Linked DNA regions of Danio rerio: all the other regions are linked to region 2. Evidence: chromatin contacts called from public HiCAR-type data. All regions are on one chromosome and are shown on one strand. The core of a region is the stretch at or near the end of the contact, and the rest is flanking DNA. Distances in the headings are between cores, read along the strand shown.

Region 1 (3,020 bases), core at 152-2,651, 180 kb before region 2:
GAGCCTCTGCCTAAAGACAATTTTCTAAGCCCCATTGGGGATCGGCACACAAAGTTGTCTTAAACAGCTATCAGCCAATCATCATATTCAGTGTTCATTTATTCATTCATTCATTTTGTTTTCGGCTTAGTTACTTTATTAATCAGGGGTTGCCTATGCGGATAAAATCACTAACTTATCCAGCATATGTTTTACTCAGCTTATACCCTTTCGGCTGCAATCCAACACTGGGAAACACCCATACACTCCCTTTCACTTACATTAACTTCAGACAGTTTAGCTTATTTAATTCACCTGTACCGCATGTTTATGGACTGCCAACTGACCCAGCTTGGGCTCGAACCAGCAACCTTCTTGATCTGAGGCAATCGTTCAACTCACTGTGCCACTGTGATGCCATATTCAGAGTAATTATGCAATAGTAGCATACATTTCTCAGTTCAAGTTAAATCATGGAAAAATTTATTGAATACATTGTTAGTTATAGTATTAAATGCATTATGATCAAAACATATAAAATGGCCTAATAAAGAAGTGCTGGGAGCAATGCAGCATTAGAGGATTTTTGTTTTTAAAGAATTACTCTAAGAAAGGAGCAGTAAACACTGCACATGTTTGTACAGTATGTGGTTTCTGCTTAGTTGTCGGAAGGATTCAACTGATAGAAACAGGTTTTGCTTAGCAAGAGCCAGTGAGTTTGCTGTGGTTGGTGCTATTTGTTAGGCGGTGTAGTGTGAATCAACTGTCACTGAATCATCATCACCTCCCCTTAAATAAACAGCCTGAAGCTGAACACATGTCCTCATAACCTTCTCCACACACACACACACACACACACACACACACACACACACACACACACACACACACACCTATATTATGTACAATATGCGTTTTATACTCTTTAATGTCATACAGTCTCTGTGTCATACATACGCTGGTCAGGGCCTTTCAGAGAGGCAAACGGTCAGTTGGTCAGCTCACACTACTATGAAATCCTAGTGAGGCAGAAAGCACAGATCAATAGCACTTACCTTACATCTTGTTTCTGGTCCCAAAGGGTGCCTGAAAGCAGTGGCCTTTGAAAACAATGCCAGAGAGAGGGAGAACAAAACCATTTCAATATTTTTTTTTCATGACTGAACAAAACATACAAATGATGCATACAGTGAGTGTGATACTTGAATAACATAAAAACTCTTTTCAATCAAAGCACTTTTTTTACAATTACATTAGACTTTTTTTTTGTCTCAGTTAAACATAATGTAAATGTTTTTGGAGTTGAATATACATGCTTAAAATCCACAGAACAAAACAAATGCAAATGACACTGCCTTAGGTAGTCCTCATTGTCTGTGTTATTTTTGTTTTCAGTTGGTGAGACATGGTAAACTCGCTTCTCTGGCTTTTATTTTCTCATAGCCACAAGGCAGATCAATGAACGTGTGCTAAGTGTTGTACTGACTAAGCTCCCTAAGCTTTGAAGAATTTAAAGGAACACTCCCCCTTTTTTGCAAACATTTTACAAGTCACTCACAGTTAAACAGTTTGATCATTTTTTTAATCTATTCAGCTGATCTCTTGGTTTAGCAGGAGCACTTGTAATTGAACTAGATTGGACCATTAGTGCCAAAAAGAATTTTAATAATGATCAATATTTAATATCAAGAAACTATGCTGCCATACCATAGCAATATCATTTTTTTTCAGTTGCAGTTACTGCAGCCTTTTGAGTATTACATCACTTGTGCTAGGAGTCTCTCTTAATTCACACAGTCTTTTGATGTTTTGCAAATGAAATGAAGTAAGGCTTGTGCTTTACTTTTACAGCAGTTTTTGTATTTTCCTGCTTATTTAGGGTGACACAGTGGTAGGTAGTCCTGTTGCCTCACAGCAAGAAGGTCGCTGGTTTGAGCCTCAGTGTAGAGTTTGCATGTTCTCCCTGCGTTCACGTGGGTTTCCTCTGGGTGCTCCTACAGTCCAAAGACATGCAGTACATGTGAATTGGGTAGGCTAAATTGTCCGTAGTGTATAAATATTTGTGTGGATGGATGTTTTCCAGAGATGGGTTGCGGCTGCAAAACAGGCTGGCATCAGCTTTTTAATACAAACCTGCATATAAAGAATGTGACTGAAATTTTTTTTAGGCTTGTTAATTAATGATTGCTTTAAAAAATGTAACTTTGGGCAAGTGCTATGTGGTTTTGCTGTAAGATTAAGAATTCACAGTGGAATACAAGCAGTGCTGGACATTAACTTCACCATTTCTACTTGATTTTACTGCATTTTTTATTTTGGAAAACCTTTACTTTACTACTTTCCAAAACAAAATAAATTGAACTTTTTACTCCTCAACATACAGTACGAACAACTGATTCATTCATTCTTGAATATGACATATTGCATCTTTCTTCAACAACTCTCAATTTGAATGATGTTTAGACAACTCAAAGACAAAAGATCCTGTTAGCAGAAGTTCTTGCAACTAATGCAAAACATTTGGATATACATATTTTATATAATTACTTTTAGCATTTAAATACATTTAAAAACAAAACATTTTTGTACACACAAACTCCCAACCCGTTAGTGGTTGACAATAATCAGTTGGTTTCTTTGCATGAGGGTGCAACTCTATCAGCTACCTTGCTCAGTAGTCAGGGCATTGGTCAGGGAGTCAGCCATTTTAAGGTCTGTTTCGATCGCGAAAGTGTCTCGGTGCACTGAAATGTTCACTCACTGAAATGTCTTTTGTACAATTAACCAATAAAATCAGTGAGCGAAGTGTACTATGTTTCCTTAACGGAAGTTCTAAAGCCTGAAACATGACTCACATGAACCAAATCACTAAACATAGTGATGAAAGAGAGACAAATGAAACCATTGTCCATTATAACTATTGTGAGTATTGTTATCTATATTTAACAATAAAAGAACATGAGTTGGACAATCCACTGTAACAAACATTTTTAAATGATAGAATATTGAATTGTTGCTGGTATATTAAATAATTTAAATAT
Region 2 (2,999 bases), core at 236-2,735:
TTTTTTTAAAACCATGCTTGTGTGGGTGAGATTTGTTTTAAAAAGGAGGAAAAACTGTTTACAAAACACTCGTGTATGTGTGGACATGGCCTCGGTTTGATTGCTGTATAAATGCTATTGTTGAATGCATTTGAAATGGCTACAAAAGTCCACCAGCTCTCCAACTCTCAATGTACTGTAGAAGGTGTACCAAAACAGAACAAAGTATTCGTATTTTGCTGCATTGTATTAATATGGATCACAGAAGCGTTGTATTTGCCATCCATATCCTTTTCCCTAGCTGAAATGAGAACTCATGTGGTCAAGAGTTTATAAATATATACACCAGGTGAAACAAAAGTGGGTCCTGGTTGACTATTTATCATCGGATCTCTGATAATTGTATGTTAATAACAGGAAGAAGCAGGGAACTTGATTAAGTGTGTTTAATTGAACTAAACTCTGGAGGGAGGTGCCTTAAATATCAAATTAGAAATTGCACGTCATAGGAGGCGGAGTTCCACAACACACCCATCGATTTTGTAATCGTCATGAACCAATAGATGTCTATTATCCAATTCGAATTGCACAAAATGTATGCTTTGGTGAGCTGTTTCAAACTGTTGAGCAAACTCAAAAGATCTTTGTTTCAGACAGATTTTGTTTGAAATGACATCATTTCATTTTCAATTTCATTTGAAGTATACCAGGGCCTTTACAGGAACAGGATTACCAGTACGGTGAAAATAAGTAAATAAATGAACACAAGTTACAACTTGTTTACACCATATTATGGATGATAATACTAAATTGGATACACTAAAATGCAAGCCGATGAGCATTCTTAAGTAGAAATGTTGCTTAGGATGTTTTACACCTCCAGTCTTGCAGTTTTTTTTGATAACCGCAAGCTACTTTCAGTATACTTCTTACAGACTTCCTCTTTTTTTTTTGTCTGCGTTTGTTTTGTGATGAGTCTGAACAGATCTCTACAGTAAGCGCAGGGATTTTATCAGATCCCAGATGTTTTTCTTTCACTCATCCAATCATTAAACACTGTTTAATGTATAGCATACCCAATAAAACAAACTAGAGGCGTAACTGTGTTTACTTCATTAACAACAGTCTTTTTCCTAAATGTATGTGAGTTAACATGAGAGTGAGGGTTTTACATGCGAAAGCTCTTTTAAATAGGTACGCTTTTAGTGTCACACTATCCTTACTCACCAGAATGTGAGATAGCGCCCTCTGAAGGTTATGGACTCATGTTTATTTTCTAATTTTGCATGGCTGTACTAAACCACATAGCGTAGGTATGAATAGAAAGCAACTAAGTGAGCACTTCCTGTGTAAGCTGTAGCTCCAAGGCAGTCACACAACAGACCACATGCGCACACAAGCAACCGTCAGTTACATATCGTTCAATCTTGTCACGACCTCAGCTCAGGGAGAAAGCTTACTGCTCTGATTTGCCTATCCACCCTAGTCAAACACAGCCCTGGCTCTGCATATGCAAATGCTCTGGCATGCTGGGTAATGTGCAGGACGGGCGGTGACGGGCGTCCCCGGCTCACAGCTGTTATCTGATGTTATCTTTGACACCAGATCGGCCTCGACATGTTGCAGCATTCAGCGTCCACGACCTGGAAACCAGACCTTTCAACTGTCAGCACCTTCGTATCAGACTCCGCAGCGCTGTGTGCCACCAAAACATGCAAGAGAAATTGTGTTCCCAATGGCAAATTGGATAGGCTTTCAATTAAAATAGACAGAAGCCTATAGCTTAATAAAATACAATTAGACCATATTTAACTTTACAGTTTGATAGAATATTACACTAGAAATAATGTGGAGTGGGACTTGATTGAGTCATGCATGTCAGGCCGTGAGTTTATTTTGTTAATATTTCTGTTTTTCTTTAGCCATGCCACCTTCATTACTTCTGCAGAAAGGAAAAGTCATTTCAGAGGCTGATAAAGGATATATTGCGTCTTTATAAAGGATTACTTAACATTTAATGGGGCTGGCCGAATTAAGCAAAATGAAAGTCAACATGTTTTACATGGTTTATTTATGTATTTTTCTATGATGCACTTCACTTATCGTAATGTGTATGTATTCGCACATGGAGGACTCTGTTACTTTTTTCCTTCACGAATCAGACATGTTGTTTCAGCCAAACTGGGTTTTAAAGTGGATTTAAAATGCAAAGTCTAAAAAAGTTCAATAATTAAATAACCCTTAATTTTGATAATAGATCAATCTAAAAGTCAAAAAACAAGTAAGGACTCAGAAAGCTTCACCAGATGACTTAAGATCTCTATTTGGAAAGAATTTATAATTTTAGATAAATTGGAATAATTCTGCAATGGTAATGCATAAATCTTTAACATTTTTGGGATCCATACATTTTTCTTGTTGTCTGTGCTATTTGCAGTGCATTTCTTTATTTGCATGTGTTGTTGCACGTGTTTAGAGATTTATGAAGTAATGTTTACTCTATGCACCTCATAAAATCCATCTATAAACTTTTTAGATGTCCCCCAACACATTTTCATTGAAATCTGTGCTATTTGCTGTGCATTTCTGTATTTGCATGTGTTGTGAGTATTTTCATGCATAACAATCTATAAATACAATCTATAAATTAATACATATGAAATAAAGTGTTTTATCATTTCCCTAACAGTATTTAAGTAAACTAACTGATAAAAATCAAAAAAATTCAACATAATTAAAAACAGTAATTTTCTTTAATACCTGACAGCTTTTAAAATCATTATACATTCCCCTGGCATCAAAACCACATGCAAATGATAATTTATAATACAAACTCAACATTGCATATATTCTGTGATACGATTTTGTGAATGATCACATTGCCATATCGATGCTGAAACCACATATTGAGCAGCTCTAATATAAAGAGATTTTATTAGATATTTAGAACTAAACAGATTTTTTGTCCTGAGGTATCAGATTTTCTTGTTGGAAATAATTGTTGAAGCTTTTAATACGGG
Region 3 (2,879 bases), core at 135-2,634, 160 kb before region 2:
TAATTATAACTCTTTGCAAATAATTGTAGCTATGAAAATTGCTTGTAAACGAGACTGAAGAGGTTTATTTATGTCCTGTAAATTTCTTACTGTGATTATGTCCTTACTTCAAATATTGAATATACTATATTCAAAAGTAAGAAAGAAGAAAGAAAGAAAGTGGCGCAGTGGCGCAGTAGGTAGTGCTGTCGCCTCACAGCAAGAAGGTCGCTGGGTCGCTGGCTCGAACCTCGGCTCAGTTGGCGTTTCTGTGTGGAGTTTGCATGTTCTCCCAGTATTCGCGTAAGTTTACGCTTCGGGTGCTCCGGTTTCCCCCACAGTCCAAAGACATGCGGTACAGGTAAATTGGGTAGGCTAAATTGTCCGTAGTGGATGAGTGTGTGTGTGTAGATGTTTCCTAGAGATGGGTTGCGGCTGGAAGGGCATCCGCTGCGTAAAAACGTGCTTGATAAGTTGGCGGTTCATTCTGCTGTGGCGACCCCGGATTAATAAAGGAAGAGAAATAAAAGAATGAATGAATGAAAAGAAAAGAAAAGAAAAAAGAAAAGAAAGAAATAGAAAAAAAAGAAAGAAAAAGGAAAAGAAAGAAAGATGAAAAGAAAAGGAAAGAAAGAAAAAACGAAAAGAAAGAAAGAAAAGAAGGAAAGAAAGTGACCGAGATATTTTTTTATTGTGAATTCCATTAAAAAAACACACATAACTAAATATTAAGTCATGTCAAATCTCAAAACTATAAAGTTGACATTGCACAGTTGCTCAATTATAAAAAATGCAACAATGATGAAATAAACTATGAATTGCTTCCTAATTTATTATGTTAGGCACATCTGCTTTGTTTTACTAAGGTTTATGTGATCAAGAGTCAGTGAGAAAAGAACAAAAAAAAAAAAAACAGTTGACTCTGACTGCCTTTTGCCTATGCTAATTGGTTTGTGACAGACCTCTGACTAATCAAAAACACTCAAAACCACAATGAAATATTTCTCAGTGAGACTCAGCATGAATGACACCACCCCAGGGAACTTGCTGAGTGGAAAACCCTCTGCGACAGCAGAGATGCAATAGCAATTTTAATACAATTTCTGCGGGTTGATATGTATGAATCTCTTCCAGCATTACTGTAGGGGACGGGCCTCGCGACCTTCTGTCTAAACGCTGCTGTACATGCATTGCGGTCATTGGCGTATTCATTTTATTTGTTTACTTTTCTCTTGTTACTAAAATTATCAGTAAGTCTCTCCTGGCGCTGGTGCCCTGTGAAGCATCATCGGCATTAGGAGTGACGTGAGCTGGCCGTGACTCTCTGTCCTGAGGGCCCTTCGGCTCCAGCCTGGCTAATGGGGACCAGCTGGGAGAGCAAGATTACGCACAGCACTAGTAGCTCTTTCTCTCCGTCAAACCCCTCTCTCTTCCTCTCTCTCTCTTTCCTCTTTCGTCATTCTCTGGCCTGGGACTGTACAGCTCTAACTTCATTCAGGTCACAGACTTCAGCACCTGCTCTTTCACAGACACTGACTTTCACAGACACTGCAAATTAATTTAAATTGATACTTTTTTGTGTTTTTTACAAAGCATGTTTTCGTACAATCTGCTTTTGTTTCATAGTGGAAGCTGGAGATTGAGCTTCATACATGTATTAAATGGTCTTGACTATTATGTCAAAATACTGTTAAAGGGTCACTGTAATTAATTAATTAGCAATAAGAGTCACATTTTATTTTGATGGTCTGTTTGTTGAATTTAAGTTACATTGCATCTATATGCCAACTAATTCTTGTTAGATTATAAGTAGACTGTTAGGTTGGGGTTAGGGTTGGGCTTGGGGTTAGTGTAAGTTCACATGTACTCGCAGTTTCTCATAGTCAGTTGAATATCTGTTGAAGGAGCAGTATCAACAGATATTAAGCAGACAGTCATACTCAAATGGACCATCAAAACAAAGTGTTACCGCACTAAGGTCATTTAAAATCAGAGTAGGTTATTTTTGTTTATTGTGCATCCCAATAGCAACACATGTAATATGTTTATGTTTTTATTAAGGCTTGTGATGTGATATCAGATTTTCTTGCTGCTTTTGTCACAATATGCGGCATTATCATGAAGTATGATAATCATGAAGAGTACTTTAGGAGGTACAACAACCAAAAAATTAATGAGTGAATTGCTTTATTGTACATACTGTACATTTTTAGTGTTTTTCTTTCTTTCTTTTTTGTCCTGCGACACCGGATTAATAAAGGGACTAAGCTGACAAGAAAATAAATGAATGAATGAGATGCGCGGCGAGCTCTCTGAAGAAAGTGAAACCCATCGCACTTTTAGATGGGCTTGTAAAACAACAACAGGACACAGCAGACTTTGTTGTTGACTTTGAGGCTGTTCATAAAGATGACGACAAGGTTTGTTTGCACTTGGGTCAACCATGGCTTGTTATTATTAGTATGCATATATTATTACAGTGTATATATTATTACGGTGTAATGTCTTGGCTGTGTTTTTAAAAATGGCGCTTTTCTTTGTTTTCATTCTCCTGCTTCTGTGAATGACTTATCTCTGTAAACCAATAGCATTCAGCTGTGCGTCTAGCTCTGCCTTTTGGTACCCTTTTTTGTGCTAGATACCCTTTGCAAAGGTATGGTACGGTTCGCTTTTAGGTACTTTTTGACAGTGGAAACGGCCATAAAAGCGTACCGAACCGTACCGTACCACTACGCCATACGCCATAACTGACACACAAAAACGATTTCTCTCACCTGTGAGGGCAGGTGATCTAAAAAAGGAGACCATATATTTTGAAAACTCTGTATGTTATCATTAAGCACAGCTGCAAGCCTCGCATGGGGCAGAACTGCAAAAATCACTTTCAAAATTACAGTGCA

Evidence for each region. HiCAR-type assays count read pairs that join an accessible place to other places.
Region 1: a contact with region 2 is called in a HiCAR-type map of caudal fin, with 16 times the contacts expected there. The contact joins two enhancer-like sites. A contact is called at or near these places in 2 of 18 Hi-C or Micro-C datasets (caudal fin and an unstated tissue) and 2 of 4 datasets of contacts at active chromatin or transcription factors (caudal fin and embryo).
Region 3: a contact with region 2 is called in a HiCAR-type map of caudal fin, with 4 times the contacts expected there. The contact joins two enhancer-like sites. A contact is called at or near these places in 2 of 4 datasets of contacts at active chromatin or transcription factors (caudal fin and embryo).

What each region holds. Positions count from the first base shown.
Region 1 is chr18:31,800,915-31,803,934 of GRCz12tu, forward strand. All of the region lies in intron 1 of gse1b (Gse1 coiled-coil protein b), which reads left to right. Among named protein-coding and RNA genes, the nearest start is that of gse1b, 90 kb to the left of the region's middle. Within about 2 kb of position 1,402, at least 7 of the 62 cell types and tissues checked have an H3K27ac peak or open chromatin away from gene starts, as enhancers often do. A contact at or near this core is called in caudal fin, where this site is marked.
Region 2 is chr18:31,980,861-31,983,859 of GRCz12tu, forward strand. The region is part of intron 2 of gse1b (Gse1 coiled-coil protein b); the gene reads left to right. Among named protein-coding and RNA genes, the nearest start is that of gins2, 72 kb to the right of the region's middle. Within about 2 kb of position 1,486, at least 31 of the 62 cell types and tissues checked have an H3K27ac peak or open chromatin away from gene starts, as enhancers often do. A contact at or near this core is called in caudal fin, where this site is marked.
Region 3 is chr18:31,825,012-31,827,890 of GRCz12tu, forward strand. The region is part of intron 2 of gse1b (Gse1 coiled-coil protein b); the gene reads left to right. Among named protein-coding and RNA genes, the nearest start is that of gse1b, 110 kb to the left of the region's middle. Within about 2 kb of position 1,385, at least 29 of the 62 cell types and tissues checked have an H3K27ac peak or open chromatin away from gene starts, as enhancers often do. A contact at or near this core is called in caudal fin, where this site is marked.